Linked DNA regions of Mus musculus: region 2 is linked to region 1. Evidence: chromatin contacts called from public promoter capture Hi-C data. All regions are on one chromosome and are shown on one strand. Each heading gives the region's core, a stretch centred on a gene start, on an enhancer-like site or on the middle of the called end of the contact. The rest is flanking DNA. Distances are from core to core; before and after follow the strand shown.

Region 1 (6,890 bases), core at 2,979-5,478:
TAAGTGGCATCCTGGCTCACAGCAGCACAGGCATGTGCTGACTCACAGCAGCATGGGTATGCAGGGAAGAGCCCAGGTCAAGCCCATCTGGAGCTATGCAAACACCCTGAGTAACATCAGGGCTCACCATCAAGTTAAGCCCGTCTCCCAGCTTTTCCACATTTCTAGCTTTATGAGAGCTAACCCAGAATTCATGTGTTTGGGGTACATAAAGGTCAATCTTTTTGTCAGAAAGATTTAGACTAGGGCAACAAATTTCTGAGTGCTTGCTATTTTCTAAGTGGTAATGACCTTAGACTTTGTCTTGGGTACATTCAGGAAAGGGGCTTTTAGGGATGGAAAACAAGGTGGCAAAAGCAACTGTTGATACCTTAATTCCCCTTTTCCTTGAAGGACTTTAAGTTGAAGACATCAAGCTAATTTGTAGGCTTTGTTTTAAGCTCTAGAGCTAGTTAGTGTTGTGCCAGTATTTCATTTGGGGCAAGTCCTGTCTCCTTCCAGAGCTCCTATTTCTCTCTTTGTGAAATACAGACTAAGGGCTGCGGACAGAACCCTGTTGGGAAAGTGTTTGCCTAGCACATACAGAGCCCTAGGTTTAATTCTCAACAGCACATAAACCAAGCATGATAGATTGGGGCTAAAGTTCTCAAGGCAGAGAATCCTTAGTTCAAAGTCATCTTGGGCTGTGTAATAGCCTGAGCTACGTGAGACCGTATCCCCCATGATATTGGCCCCACATTGTTATGAGACAGGACCAGCCAGGCATGGTGGCACACGACTTTAATCCCAGCACTTGAGAGGCAGAGGCAGGCGAATTTCTGAGCTCAAGGCCAGCCTGGTCTACAGAGTGAGTTCCAGGACAACCAAGGCTACACAGAGAAACCCTGTCTCAAAAAACCCAAAAAAAAATTAAAAAAAAAATAAAAAGAGAGAGACAGGACCACACTGGACTTCTGAGGGCAGAAAAGATGAATTTGATGCACAGATGCTAATGGACTGGGGATATGATCAAGAACATAGTTTTGTGTTCTTTTTTAAAATGTATTTTGGAAAAAAAAGAGAGACTGATAAATGCTAGTGATGAAGGTTAGAGGATGTAAAGGAACTTGGATGATGATGATTTAAAAATAAAAATGCTTCAGATCAACAAAAATGTATTTTGGATACTTGTTTGTATATCAAGTTATTTCAGTAAACCCTAAAACTGCTTTCTGCATATTCACTAGAAGCTGAGGTGAGGAGGAGGTAACTGTCGTCAGGCACTGTCCTCTCAAGATCACCTTCTTTCTAACCATTCTCTTCTTCTCTTAAATCTCTCTCCAACCCTCTGGTAATGAGCTAACCTGTCACCCTGGACAGTGACCCTAATCACTATTTATGCCTTTAAACTTTTCAATAGCCATAATGTGTTTTGTTTCCTTTTTTCCCATTCCAATACTACCAGAGGCATGCAGTGAATCACTCTGAATTACAAGGAACAGGGCAGAGTATGGTTGCAAAGGACTTTGGGGTTAAGGAAAGCTTTGGTATCGCTGGACATCAATAGCATGCTATAAACTCAGGGCCCGATCAAGACTTGGATACTTAAGTCAAGAAAACGTACCCTGGAGAAATTTGAGTCTCTGTTTTCCACTTTAATGCTAGCAAGCTATGTATGTATTATCCACTAAGCAGACGTATGACATGTAAGCTTAGCTGTCATTTTCTAGAGTAGAGGCAATACATATTAAGACTCTGAATTAAAACAGGGAATATTAAGTATGTGGCCCACAGGGGAAAAAATTCACTAGTTTTAGCACACAAAGGGGGGATGAAAAAACTAGGGTAGCTTTCAACCTACTATTCCGGCCACACAGGCAATGTGTTCCATAGTCAAAGTTTGGGAAACTACAGTAAGAACCCAAATCTCTAAGAAGATGAAGATGGAAGAAATTCAGAAAGTAGTCTGAACGTAATGAGGCAGTGGATTCTTTATAGATTACCGACGTTCCCAACATGTACAACCTCTTGGCAGAGATCCCCATCGTAGGATAAAGGCACACACACTCCCTGTGGGTTGTCAACTTGCCATGTTAGCTCAGAACAAGCAACGACTGCATGTAAGTCCCAAACTCCAGGGAGTTAAACACTTGCTACTCTGCCACTATTTACTGTAAAATTCTTTTTAAAATGCTGTCTGTGAAGAAAGTTTTAAAGTATTTGTGTATTGGAAGAATTAACAAGGACTGCTAGCTTAAGTTCCAGTTTCAAGCTGGCAACATCAATGAACTGAGGTTAGAAGATACTGTTTGGCAATGCAAATTCACACAGCCCAAGGCAGTTATTGAAATATCAACCAAACATTTGCTAAGCATGTTTCATTCATTTGTACTCAAGTAATCGGTGTGTAAAAGAACTAAGAAAGTAACTGATGAGACTGAAGGCAAAGTAGAAGGTGCTACCTAGGAAATCTTCAAGGATCCACCCTCCTGGAAATGATGACAAGCAGGATGGGAAAGGCCCCCAGAGAATTCCATCACACTATCCAATCCACTGTTAAATGACTTTAAAACTCTGCAAGGAGTTCTCCTGGGACCTTACAATAAAATCTGACAGGTGCTCCAAAAAGACTTTAGGAAATCTAGCCCTAAATCCCACCCAGTCTGCTAAATTCAACCTCAGATAGGGAAGGAAGGCAGCAATATATCTGCAAAGATCTGTGAGGGCCATGCTGGCTTACAAATACTTCAAGGACACAGGAATTTGGAGGCCGGAGTCCCACTCTTTCAAGCTGATTAACCTTAATCGAGCTGTGTTTGTGCCCACTAGGCTGAGTTCCTCTATTTATAGAGCAGAAGCTTAATTTACTGTTACAGATATTATCCAAATCGTAGCGCTCAGATTATATAGCTGGGATTGCGACTGTCCAATTTCCCTCGCCCTACCCCCTGCCCCAGGAACTCAAGACACTTGCAGCCCACTGCCTCTTCTCTAGTTTACACAGGAAGGCAAGGTGTTTGGCCTCCTGGAGCCCCATGGTTCTGCAACAATCACTGCTCAGACAGCCCCAGGGGTTATGAAAACAACTGAGATTGTAACAGGGCAGGGAAAGCTGCAACCTGTTTTGTTATGCGACAGCTCTTGGCCCACCTGAGGGGGTTATTACTGGGTGCGTGAGTTATTAACCTGTGGTGCCCTCAGGGACTAAACCAAGAACCAACTGAATGATTGTCTGCTCTCGGGTGAAGGGTTGGGGTTCTCGGAGGAAACCTCACACTTGAAGACAAGGTTTGGGAACAGAATTGGAAGAAACTAGAAATCAGGAAAGGAGAATGGCATGGGTGGGTCTGCTACTTTTTTTCCCCTCTAGGTTCTGATGAGAAAGAGGCATGAGGGGGCTTCTGCAGTTCTACCAACTACTTTGAATCCCACCAGGACTACTCTTCATCCATCTTTTAAAATGCTAGGCTTGTAATTATGGCTCACACCTACTGAGTGAGTACTTAAAAAGATCAAGGTTAGCACTTGGTGAGCTTGTTAGGGAATGTCAGCTAACGGCTGGGGAACAGACTGATTTCCTAGCAAGAAAGAAGGTCCCAAAGCCGGGTCAAGGACCTTAGCGAGCCAGAGACAGTTATTAGAACTGAGTGGTTCTGAGAACAAGGGGGTCCAGGAGAGGGCAGGACTGCCGGCTGTAGTCTACCTTTGAGCGAGGTCTCCACCAGGCGCAGGTAAAGCTGTGAGTTCTTGTTGCCGTGACTCATGCGCTGGGCTAACCCGTTGCGCTGTAGGACGCACTCCTCAAACTGCACGATATTCTGGTGCCGCCGCTTGAGACTGGTGAGGGCCCAGAATTCTGCTAGTGCCAACTCCACGTTCTCGGGAGCGTCGCAGCGGATCTTCTTGACTGCCACCCTGGCCCCACTGCGCCCAGCCACAGCCTCATAAACCACGCCGTAGCTGCCGCGCCCGATCTCCGCCAAGAGGCTGTAGCGCGGCCGTGCAGGAACATCCCCGCCGCCGCCATCCGGCCGCCGCCGGGCCAGGAAGGCCTCGCCCGGGACCTCGGCCCCAGCCGGATCCATGGCCTGGGCCGCCGGCCTCAGCTTCTCGCACAGTACCCGCTGGACTGGGCTTCGCCTTTTCCGCTCCGGGCTTTTTGTCCCTCTGCGGGCTCCGTTCTCTTTCCCCGTTTCCATGGCTGCGGGGGGCGGGGGGAGCAGCAACGGCGCCGCCCGGGCCCCCCTTGCCTCATCCCTCCGTCTAGCCCCGAGATGTGGAGGAGCGGGACCTTGGATGGTGATCTAAGGGCGAGAGGGAGAAGTTAAAACCCACCGGGCCGAGAAGGGTAGATGAGGAACTTAAAGCGTCCGGCGTCCCACCTCCGCCGCCGGTCGCGGCCCCTTTAAGAAGGAGCCACCGTCTCGAATTGAACGGGGGAAGGGAAAGGAAAGCGGGAAAGACGGAACCACCGGGAAGTACCGAGGGAGGACCGGAAACCGAAGCGCAAACCGTCCCCTCTCGCCGACTTATCCGTCAGGAGCAGAAAAAATAAATAAAGCCGTAGGGATCGTCCCCATCGAAGACGGCCGGCTTAAACTTTCCTGGGGCTTAGCCCCCTCTCAACGGCCCCTCCCCACGTCCTACCCGGGCTTCTCCCGGTGTAAACAGTCCCGTGAATCAAACCCAGGAGAGCCCGGCGGGACGACCCAGACCCCCGGGGACAGCGGGCGAAGGGAAACCGGCTAAAAGATCGGCTTCCGAGGACGACAGGCGGAGGCCCCGGTGACGCCCCCGGGACTACGGTGGGGCGCCGGGGCTCCCGCTTCGGCCCTCCCTTCCTCCCTCCACTCCCTCTTACCTGGCCGGCGCTGTTCCTCTTCCGGGCGAACCGGTTCCCCCTTGGAGCCCGCGCCGGAGGATGGTCCGTTCCGAGCCGGGCTTGTCTGCAGAGCCGGGTAGGGCGCGAGGCGGGGAGCCTGGCTGAGCGTGTAGCGCGTCGCGGCGCTGCTCTTGTGATGACAGCAACGCTCCCGGGGGAGGCCTCGGCTTCCAGGTTCCCGTGGCCGTCCCCGAGTTCACGCCAGCTGAGCACTTTACGTAACCTCTTTATGTAAGCTGCACCTCCCGCCGCCGCTCTGGTCAGCGGAGATTCCTGGTGGCCCATCCCCCAGGAGGCCAGCGGAGAGCCGCGCCGCCTCTCTGCAGCCGAGGTAGACCCAGCCGCCGCGACAGCCCGGAACCAATCACTGGCGAGAACACCCAGCCAACAAAAAGAGCGCGCCAAAATCCCGCGATTTGTACCGAGGGCCTTCGCGAGGCGCCTGCACTCCGCAAACGCCTTTCCGGACTTGACCTGCATCGTACCTCTACGCCCGCACTCGGCACTTGATGCTGATTGGGGGAATGGCTTAGGTGTAATCGATTCACAGCTGAGACCAGGGTTAGAACGCTAATCTCCACGCCCACTAATGACCCCAATGATCTCAGCCGCACTTAATCCTCAGTATCCTTCTCTGCCAAACCCGGGTGGTCCGCACTTCCAAGGTTGCAAAGGACCAAGTGAAATATGATGGCTGGCTAATTGAGTGCCTGATATAAGCTGCTTTGGGCTTGGATTTTGATACCCTTCACCCCGGCCGCCCATTGTGGTGGGAGGGAGCACAATGGCTGTGTAGTTAAGAATGATCTTGAACTTTTCCTCTTGTCTTCATCTCCCGAGTAATGGGATTAAAGGCGGGCACCACCACACCCAATTTATACACCCTATTTGTTTGTACAGAGCTAGGAATCCAAGGGTTTTGTGCATGCTAGACAGGCACTTTACAAAGCTACATCTCCAGCCCCTAGGCGTGGTTTTTTAAAGTATTTTGTACCCTGCTTTGTACTCCAATGCCTAGAAGGTGCCCAGTATTTTGTTAGCTGATATTGAAGGACAGTAACTAGAGTTTCTGCTACACACTATTTTAAGTCTGGGGAAAAAGGAGTAGACACGACAGTCTTTGCCTTAATTGCGACTCTTGACACTGGAGGAGACAGTCAACCTTGTGTCTTCGTAGATGTCTCACAGTTAAAGTACTTAGAACAGTGTTAAAATACACACAAGACAGATTAAATGTAATGTAAAACAATAAACAAGAGTTTCTAGAATTTCTATAGCTTTTCTGTATGTAAGTGGTCACATATACACACAAGGTGTAAGAATAGTAAAGTCTCATCTTTTTTTTTGCCAGAATTACATTGTTTTGCTATATTTTCATGTTCTGTGCACAAATATGTATGTATGAATGTATACATGTTGTAAATCCTTTTATATTTATAAGATATATATGTATACATATATATATATATACACACACACACACATATATATATACACACACACAAATATATGTGTGTGTGTGTGTTTTTTTCCCAAGGACAAAGATACTCTCTAGCACACTCTCAATACAGTGCAGAACCATGAACAATGCCATGCTTTTGTTTACTATGCCATCTCAAGGTTTACCGATTGTCCTTTCCTTTCTCTTCTAGTCCAATATACGAGTCCTCAGCACCTAGCCTTATTGGATAAGGATTCCAACAGCCTCGTTGTTAACCGAAACTCCTTTACTTCTTTTCCTTGTTGTTGCTGGGTTGTTGGGTTTTTTTTTTTTTTTAATTGGTGGTGATTTGGGTTTTTTGTTTTTTGTTTTTGTTTTGTTGGTTGGTTGGGTTTGTTTGTTTGTTTGTTTGGAGACAGGGTTTCTCTACTTAGCTTTGGCTGGTCTTAAACTCAGGGATCTGCCTGTCTCTGCCACCCAAGTGCTGGGATCAAAAGGTGTGCACCACCATACCCAACCTCACAATTTAAACAACTTAAATTTCTTTAAAGGGTTCATCTTCAAATATTGTTACTAACCTATTGGGGG
Region 2 (7,026 bases), core at 533-3,032, 1.1 Mb before region 1:
TCTATTACTTTAACATTCCAAGCTTCTCCCTTACAACTCTCTTCTACTACAGGGGCACTGGCAAAACTCCACCTTCTGGACTCTACCACTATGTCTGCAGCTTTTTTTTTCCATTTGGAATTCTTCTCCCCAACTTCACGCTTGCAAATCCTACTTAACCTCACATGCTCAAATTCAATGTCACCTCCTCCTCCTCCTCCTCCGAGACTTCTCTGCTTACTGCTAGCCAGTCACACACTCTCTGCCCCTTCATTTCCACAGGTTCTCTTATGCCAGGTTCAGGCCTCACTCAGATCAAATGACACTCAAATGGGTGGCTTCTAATGTCACCACTTATCGGAATCCTGGAAGACCGACCACCTGTTTGTATTTTGCTTTTAGCATTTACCACTATCTGAAATTATCCTGCTCATTCCTTTTGCCTAGTTACGTGTTGACTGCCTGTCAGCCCTCACTAGAACATAAGATCAATTGGAGCAAGAATCAATCCTACGCCACGTTCACATTCCCTCACTTTCCCACGTCAAATGGGGAACCCAGTCAACAAATATCTGCCTGAGATATGGATGACACTGTAGGTCTTATAACTTCCCCTTGCTGTGTTCCTAACTTCTTGTGGACCACATCAAACTCTGGATGATGGATCTACCTGTGTGCATTATCCAAAAATTCTCTCACAACAGAAGCAAATAATAGATAAAAGCTAATTAAAAAGTGATCTCTCCAAGAGGTTCTGCCCCAAACCAAGCCAACTGCATGTTGTGGAGAATCTAGGGCTAATAGGATTCTCCTCTCTAGACAACCCCGTTCCAATAGGCCAACAGTGAGGATCCAAAAACTAGTTTCTTCACTTTCCTTGGAACAACAACCAATGGTACTTTTATCCCTGAAATCTTACAACCCAGCCTTACCTTCTATTTTCACCCAACATGTCACTTCCTCGGCTGTACTTCTTCCAGACACACATATCTCCAATCTCTTGGGCTGGTCAAAGGCAAGTGCTGAAGAACTCACTCACTCACCGTTTCCTTGATACCTCATTTATCCTAAATAAGCCCGTTTTCGAGGTGGGCTTTTATACTCTTCAGGACCCACATCTAACCCACAGCAACAAATGCCTCCCGAGTGTTCCCGTTCCTTCTCAATCTTCCACCACAGGCAGACCCGAAGGCCACCAAATGAACATCCCTCCAGGAGGCAAGCCATCATCAAACACAGTGGGGCAAATTCTACCCTCGCGATTTCAAGCCCTGCACCTGCCTTGGGCCTGGAACATCAGGCTGGGCCTGCACTCCCCACCCGCACTCACCTGAAGCGGCCCCCGCAGTGCTGGCATTGCTCGCCCACCCAGCCCGTGGGGCAGACGCACTGGCCGGTGCCAGGGTTGCAGCGGCCGCCGTTGACACACGGCCGGTCACATTCCTTGGCCTCGGCTGCGGCCGAGCCCGACACCGCCGCCGCCACCGCAGCGGCCTCGGCCTCCCGGGGCAGCGGCAGCAGCAGCAGCGAAAAGAGCAGCGGCAGCAGCGGCGGCGGGGGCAGCGCCCGCGACAGCACCCGCGGTAGACACAGCCGGGCGCGCGGTCCCGGCCTCCAGGCCCCTGTCGCGGTGCAGGGTCGGTGCTGCCTGCCCTTCCTGCCCGCAGGCGCTGCTGTCGCCGTCGTGCTCCCCCTCAGCCGCGCCTCAGTCGCCGCCGCCGCCGCCACCGCCACCATCTTCCTGGGGCTGAGCCGGCGCCCAGCGAACACATACACACCCCGCACGCCGGCTCCCCTTCGCCTGGCCGTGCTAGGCGGGGCCGGGCGACGGTGGCCCGGCGGGTCCATATCCAAGGCGGGGCTCCCGCTGTGCGTCGGGCAGGGGCGGGGCTGGCATGCGCGGGGGCGGGACCAGGGCCGTGGTCTTCCGGCGTGCCCAGCATGTAGACCTGCTCAATGCCAGGGTCTTAGCGCGGATGAACATCGCCTAGTCTACGGAGGCTCTTTGCTTTCCGCACCGCGCTACGACGAGTTAGCCAGTACCTCCTTACAGTGGCTGCCTGGCTCTGCTAGACAAGCTGACTGTGGTAAGTGTTACCCTTTGGACGCCTCCAAAGCTCAGCTTATAACCCCAACTCCATTTTGGTGAGAAACCGGACCCAAAAGGCTAATGATGTCGTGTGTTGCTAGCTGAGACCTGAAGAAGTAGTACTTACTGCATTCGCGTTTCTAAACTAGGGATAACAAAATGGCACGTGTGTTAATTAAGCACCTGCATATGAATAGATGTGTAACTGACTGAATGCACACACAGCCAGGCTTTCCTTGATAGCGAGCGGATTGAACCAGTGGCAGACCATGTCTATGTGTACCTTAAATTCTGCAGGAGAAGTTTAGCATTATCTTGTACCCCACGACCTATCCATATTCTCTGAAGAAAGAACAGCCCAGAATTACCGGGAGCGCTCTCAGCTTGCACACCCTTCTTGCTAACGCCAGTGCCTCTCCTACTCCCAATGATACATACTTCCCAATAGCATAACCTTGTATGGGCCACTACCCTGGAATGTACGCTGGACCTTGACTATATTAAACCGATAGAAGGATATGGTAAAGAGATAACGTGTCAGTTCCAGCTCTGATCTTATTTTTTGTTTCTTTTGTTGCTTGGTCTGGTTTGGGAGGTATTTGTTTATTTGTTGTCCTGGGATTCTCCTGCTCTTCCACCTTGGAAAGATTCATACAGAGGTCATATGGAGAGAAAAGGTCCCAGGCAAATGAATCTGGTAAGCTTATAGCTGGAAGAACAGTCACTGAGTGAAGAAGCCATATGGGTTGTTTTAGCCATCTGAGTTGTTCCACTAAAAGAATAGATAGATAGATAGATAGATAGATAGAGATCTATTTAGTTGGCTTACAGGATGCAGTCCAAGTAGTTCAACAATGGCTGTCCCACCCTAGAAAGGTGCTTGATCCACAAGACTGGACTCCACAGTCCCAATTCGGTGCTGGAGTCCTAAAAGATTCCTGGAGATCTCACTGCTGATCCAAAGAAGTCAGTTCTAATATCAGTGAGGTAACGCTGCAGAAACTTGATAGATGACCTTCCCTCCAAGAATAAGAACAAGCAGACAGAAAGCAAAGTTTCTTCTTCTCTGTCCTCTTATCTGCCATGAGAAAGTGCTACACAGATTTAGAATGAGTCTTCCTGCTTCAGGTAATCTGATTAAGACAATTCTTCATGCCCAAGAAATGGTGGCCCACACCTTTAATCCCAGCACTTGAGAGGCAGAGGCAGGTGGATCTCTGTGAGGCCAGCCTGGTCTACAGAGTGAATTCCAGAACAGCCAGGGCTACATAGAGAATCCTAGTCTTAAAAAGAAAAACCAGTTCTTCCCAAGAATGCCTATGTGCTTGTGTTGTTGTTGATCCCAGATACAGTCAAGTTGACAAGCAAGATTTCTCATCAAGTCTACATTATCTAAATAGGAACAAATCTTTCCTGTGTCTCATCCAGTGAGAGGCCCATTGCTCTTTCAAGCAATGTTTCAGCCTGCTTTAGAGAGGCTAATCAGAACTTTGCCTCATAATCTTGGGCTGTGCAGAGTATACTTATGCAGGTACTTGAGAGTTTGGGCACCTGGTCCTGGAAAACAAAGAAAACCTCACATACATGTATGAAACCTCTCTGATTAACCTGGGAGTAGAGAATTGGAGTGCACCCATAGTCAGACACCAGTGTCCAGCGCAGGCCCTGACCTTGCTCACTCTGCATCCCCTGAAGGCCTGGTAGAGCTGAACTGCATACACAGCAGCCTCACCCCAGCTATCCCAGGGCTCCAAACCAGATTCCAGTCTTCACATTTGTTCATTTCTTTGTCTTTTCTCTTTCTCCTCTACTGTGTTCTACATACGGCTGTATATGATGAAAGAAGGAAGCAGGAGACATGGACCTACCATGGTCATGTGGTAGACTACACAGTTACAACGTCTCCTATTGAATCTCACCTATCCCCGTGCCCGCCTCTCCCCCTCTCCCCACGGCCCCCGCTCCTGTTTTACCCTTAGCTCCCTGCTTCTGGCACTGTTTGGAAGCCTGTGGGCTGCGCTGCCTTGGAGCGTGCTCCTGCCTCTGGTTCTCCTTGCTTTCCCTTATTCTGTATTGCTACCATGTAAGCCATCCTCCACTCCATGCGTCTCTCTGCCACAGACAGCTGGGAACTCTGCCACGCCTTCCCTGTGTGAGAGACTGAAATCCTTCTGTTAACAAGAGCCAAAATAGATACTTCTTCCCTTAAGTTGCTTTTGCCAGGGCATTTTGCTCACAGAAGCACAAAAGAGGCTAACACTGTCTCCTGCCATGAAGAGAGGAAGCCTTTCTGGGATTTTCCAGTCTGAGATTCCTGGGTCACACAAAATCTTGACGATTCTTTCCAGCTGTCTCGGAACACTTGCTCTGGGGAAAGCCAGGGGCCATCAAAGAATTCCACTTTTCTGAAATTGCCATACTAGAAGGTAGCTATGCTCCAACCTTTCTAATCTACAGCCACTCAAGACGTCTCACTTGAGTACCAGATAATCAAGTAGCCAAGACAAGGACTCCCTGCCAAACACAAGTTACTAGTATATGAGCAAAATAAGTAAGAGTACTTGTTTAAGCCAGTAATGGGAATGACTGGTTACACAACAAAAAACTAACATATCCTGTAACTCACTTTCAACAAGGACAAGAGGTCTAGTGATGTAGACCCAATTAAGAATTCATCAAGAAAGGGCTGGTGAGACTACTCATGGTGGTACATGACTCCAGTCCCAGCACTGGGGAGGCAGAGGCAGGTGGATCTTTGTGAGGCCAGCCTGGTCTACAGAGTAAGTTCCAGGACAAATCAGAGATACATAATAGACAGATCCTATTTAAAAGATTTTTAATAAAAAAAAAAAAAACAAAAACCAGAAAGGGTTGGCTCAGTGGGTAAAGATGCTTGCCGTGTAAAGCTGGCAACTTAAGTTCAACCCCTGAAACCTGTATAAAGGTAGAAGGAGAGAGCTGACTCCACAACATTGTCTTCAGACCTCCATACTCATCCCATAACATGAGCACACACAGTAATAAATTTAAAACAAACAAAAATACTCACCTAGGGGTAGTAACACATGCTCTTTCAATCCCAGCACTTGGGAGGCAGGGGTAGGTGGATCTCTGAGTTCAAAGCCAGCCTGGCATACAAAGTGAGTTCCTGGCCAGTCAGGGCTATGTAGAAGAAGATCCTGTCTCAAAAGAGAGAAAGAGAAAGGAAGAAAGAGAGAGAGGGAGAGAGAGAGAGAGAGAGAGAGAGAGAGAGAGAGAGAGAGAGAGAGAGAGAGAGAAAGAAAGAAAGAAAGAAAGAAAGAAAAAGAGAAAGAAAGAGAGAAAGAAAAGAAAGAAAGAAAGAAAGAAAGAAAGAAAGAAAGAAAGAAAGAAAGAAAAGGAAGGAGGAAAGGAAGGAAGAGAAAGGAATAAAGAATTCAGTATGATCATAAAATCAAATATACACATAGATAGTAAGCTATGTGTCATGTCTGGTCAGGCCTCTGAAAGTATGTCTTTTGAGCTCTATGAATTAGTTATGTTTAAAATGTCTTGAGAAAAAGCAAGTTGGAGGCTGGAGAGACTGCCCTGAGGTTAAATCTACTTGCAGATGATCCAGATTTAGTTCCCAGCACCCACTTGGTGGTTCATAAATAGCTTCCATTGCTCTAGCTCTGGGGGATCTAGATAATCAGATGAGATCTTCTGATCTTTTCGTGTACCAAATATGCAGATAGTACACACACATACATTCAGGCAAAACACTCGTAAAATGCACCTTAACGGGGGTGGGGGGAAGCATGCTAGGGAATACATGTTTGCTTTGGCTTATAGTTCCAGAAGGGATATAGTCCATCGCAGCAGACAAGGCATGGCAGGAATATAAAGGTGGCCTGGCACATAGGAGACAGAAAGATCAGACTTCATCCATACATAGGTAGCAGAGGGGAATAACAGGAAGTGGGACCAGGCTATGCAACATCAAAGCCTGACCTAAAGACAGCCAGCCTTCACTTCCTAAAGGCTCCATAATCTCCCCCAAACAGTGCCATCAACTGGAGGCCAAGTATTCAAATACCCGAGCCTATGAGGATTTTTCTTTCACACCATAACTCTATAAGCCTTTGTACCCAGAATTTATGCTACCCTTTCTTCACTGGTCCTTCCTCAAGCAGCCATTTCCAGGTCCCAGAAATGTTACTGCCAATGACAAACAAAACCAGCCTTTAACCAGGAATGCTTTATGTCTAAGCTGTAAATAGAAGAATCATTATGAACTGCCTGGTTATGAACCTCCATGCAGGTGCCAGGGAACTGAACCTGGGTCCTGTGAGCCTACTGGGGTCTATAGTGGTTTGAATGAGAATGGCCCCCGCTGGCTCATTGAAGACTTGGTCCTCAGTTGGTGGAACTGTTTGGGATGGGTTAGAAGGTATGGCCTTGTTGAAGAAGGTGTGTCGCTAGGAGTGGGCTCTGAAGTTCCAAAAGCCTATGCCAGGTCCAGTTTCATGCTCTCTCTGCCTCTGCTTGTAGATCCCCATGTAAGCTCTTAGCTACTGCTCCAGTGCTATGCCTGCCTGTCACACTTCCTGTCATGATGATAATAGACTCACCCTCTGAAACTGTAATTAAGCTCCCAATTAAATGCTTTCTTCTGTAAGTTGCTTTGGTCATGATGTTTCTTCACAGCAATAGAACAATAACTAAGACAGGGCCATTCTCATTCAAACTACCACAAGACCTATGAGTAGTGCTTACTCAGATGAGTTAATTAATGCCTCTGCCACCGGGGTTCTTACTCCCATGACACTGGGTTAGTTTCCAGGAGAACTGGTTGTGATACAGTGAGTTCAGCTACCTTGGGTTTCTCTTGCTTCTCTCTGAATAGACTTACTTGCCTGCTTCTTGCCATTGTGGATTAAAACACCACAAGTTTCTCACTACATCATAGTCTTGGGCATCCTTAGATGCCAAATCAA

Evidence for each region. Promoter capture Hi-C pulls out the DNA fragments that hold promoters and counts their contacts.
Region 2: a contact with region 1 is called in a promoter capture Hi-C map of pre-B cells, with 2.6 times the contacts expected there. The contact joins the promoter of Atrn here to the promoter of Stk35os1 in region 1. A contact is called at or near these places in 1 of 39 promoter capture datasets (pre-B cells), 1 of 484 Hi-C or Micro-C datasets (CD4 T cells) and 1 of 115 datasets of contacts at active chromatin or transcription factors (thymic regulatory T cells).

What each region holds. Positions count from the first base shown.
Region 1 is chr2:129,798,797-129,805,686 of GRCm38.p6, reverse strand. It overlaps Stk35os1 (serine/threonine kinase 35, opposite strand 1), which reads left to right and starts at 4,228. Exons shown (of 1, transcript NR_029452.1): 1 at 4,228-6,890. Stk35 (serine/threonine kinase 35) reads right to left here and starts at 5,170. Exons shown (of 4, transcript NM_183262.3): 1 at 4,841-5,170; 2 at 3,683-4,283. The coding sequence starts at 5,146.
Region 2 is chr2:130,901,251-130,908,276 of GRCm38.p6, reverse strand. It overlaps Atrn (attractin), which reads right to left and starts at 1,782. Exons shown (of 29, transcript NM_009730.3): 1 at 1,310-1,782. The coding sequence starts at 1,716. It overlaps A730017L22Rik (RIKEN cDNA A730017L22 gene), which reads left to right and starts at 1,881. Exons shown (of 3, transcript NR_015523.2): 1 at 1,881-2,066.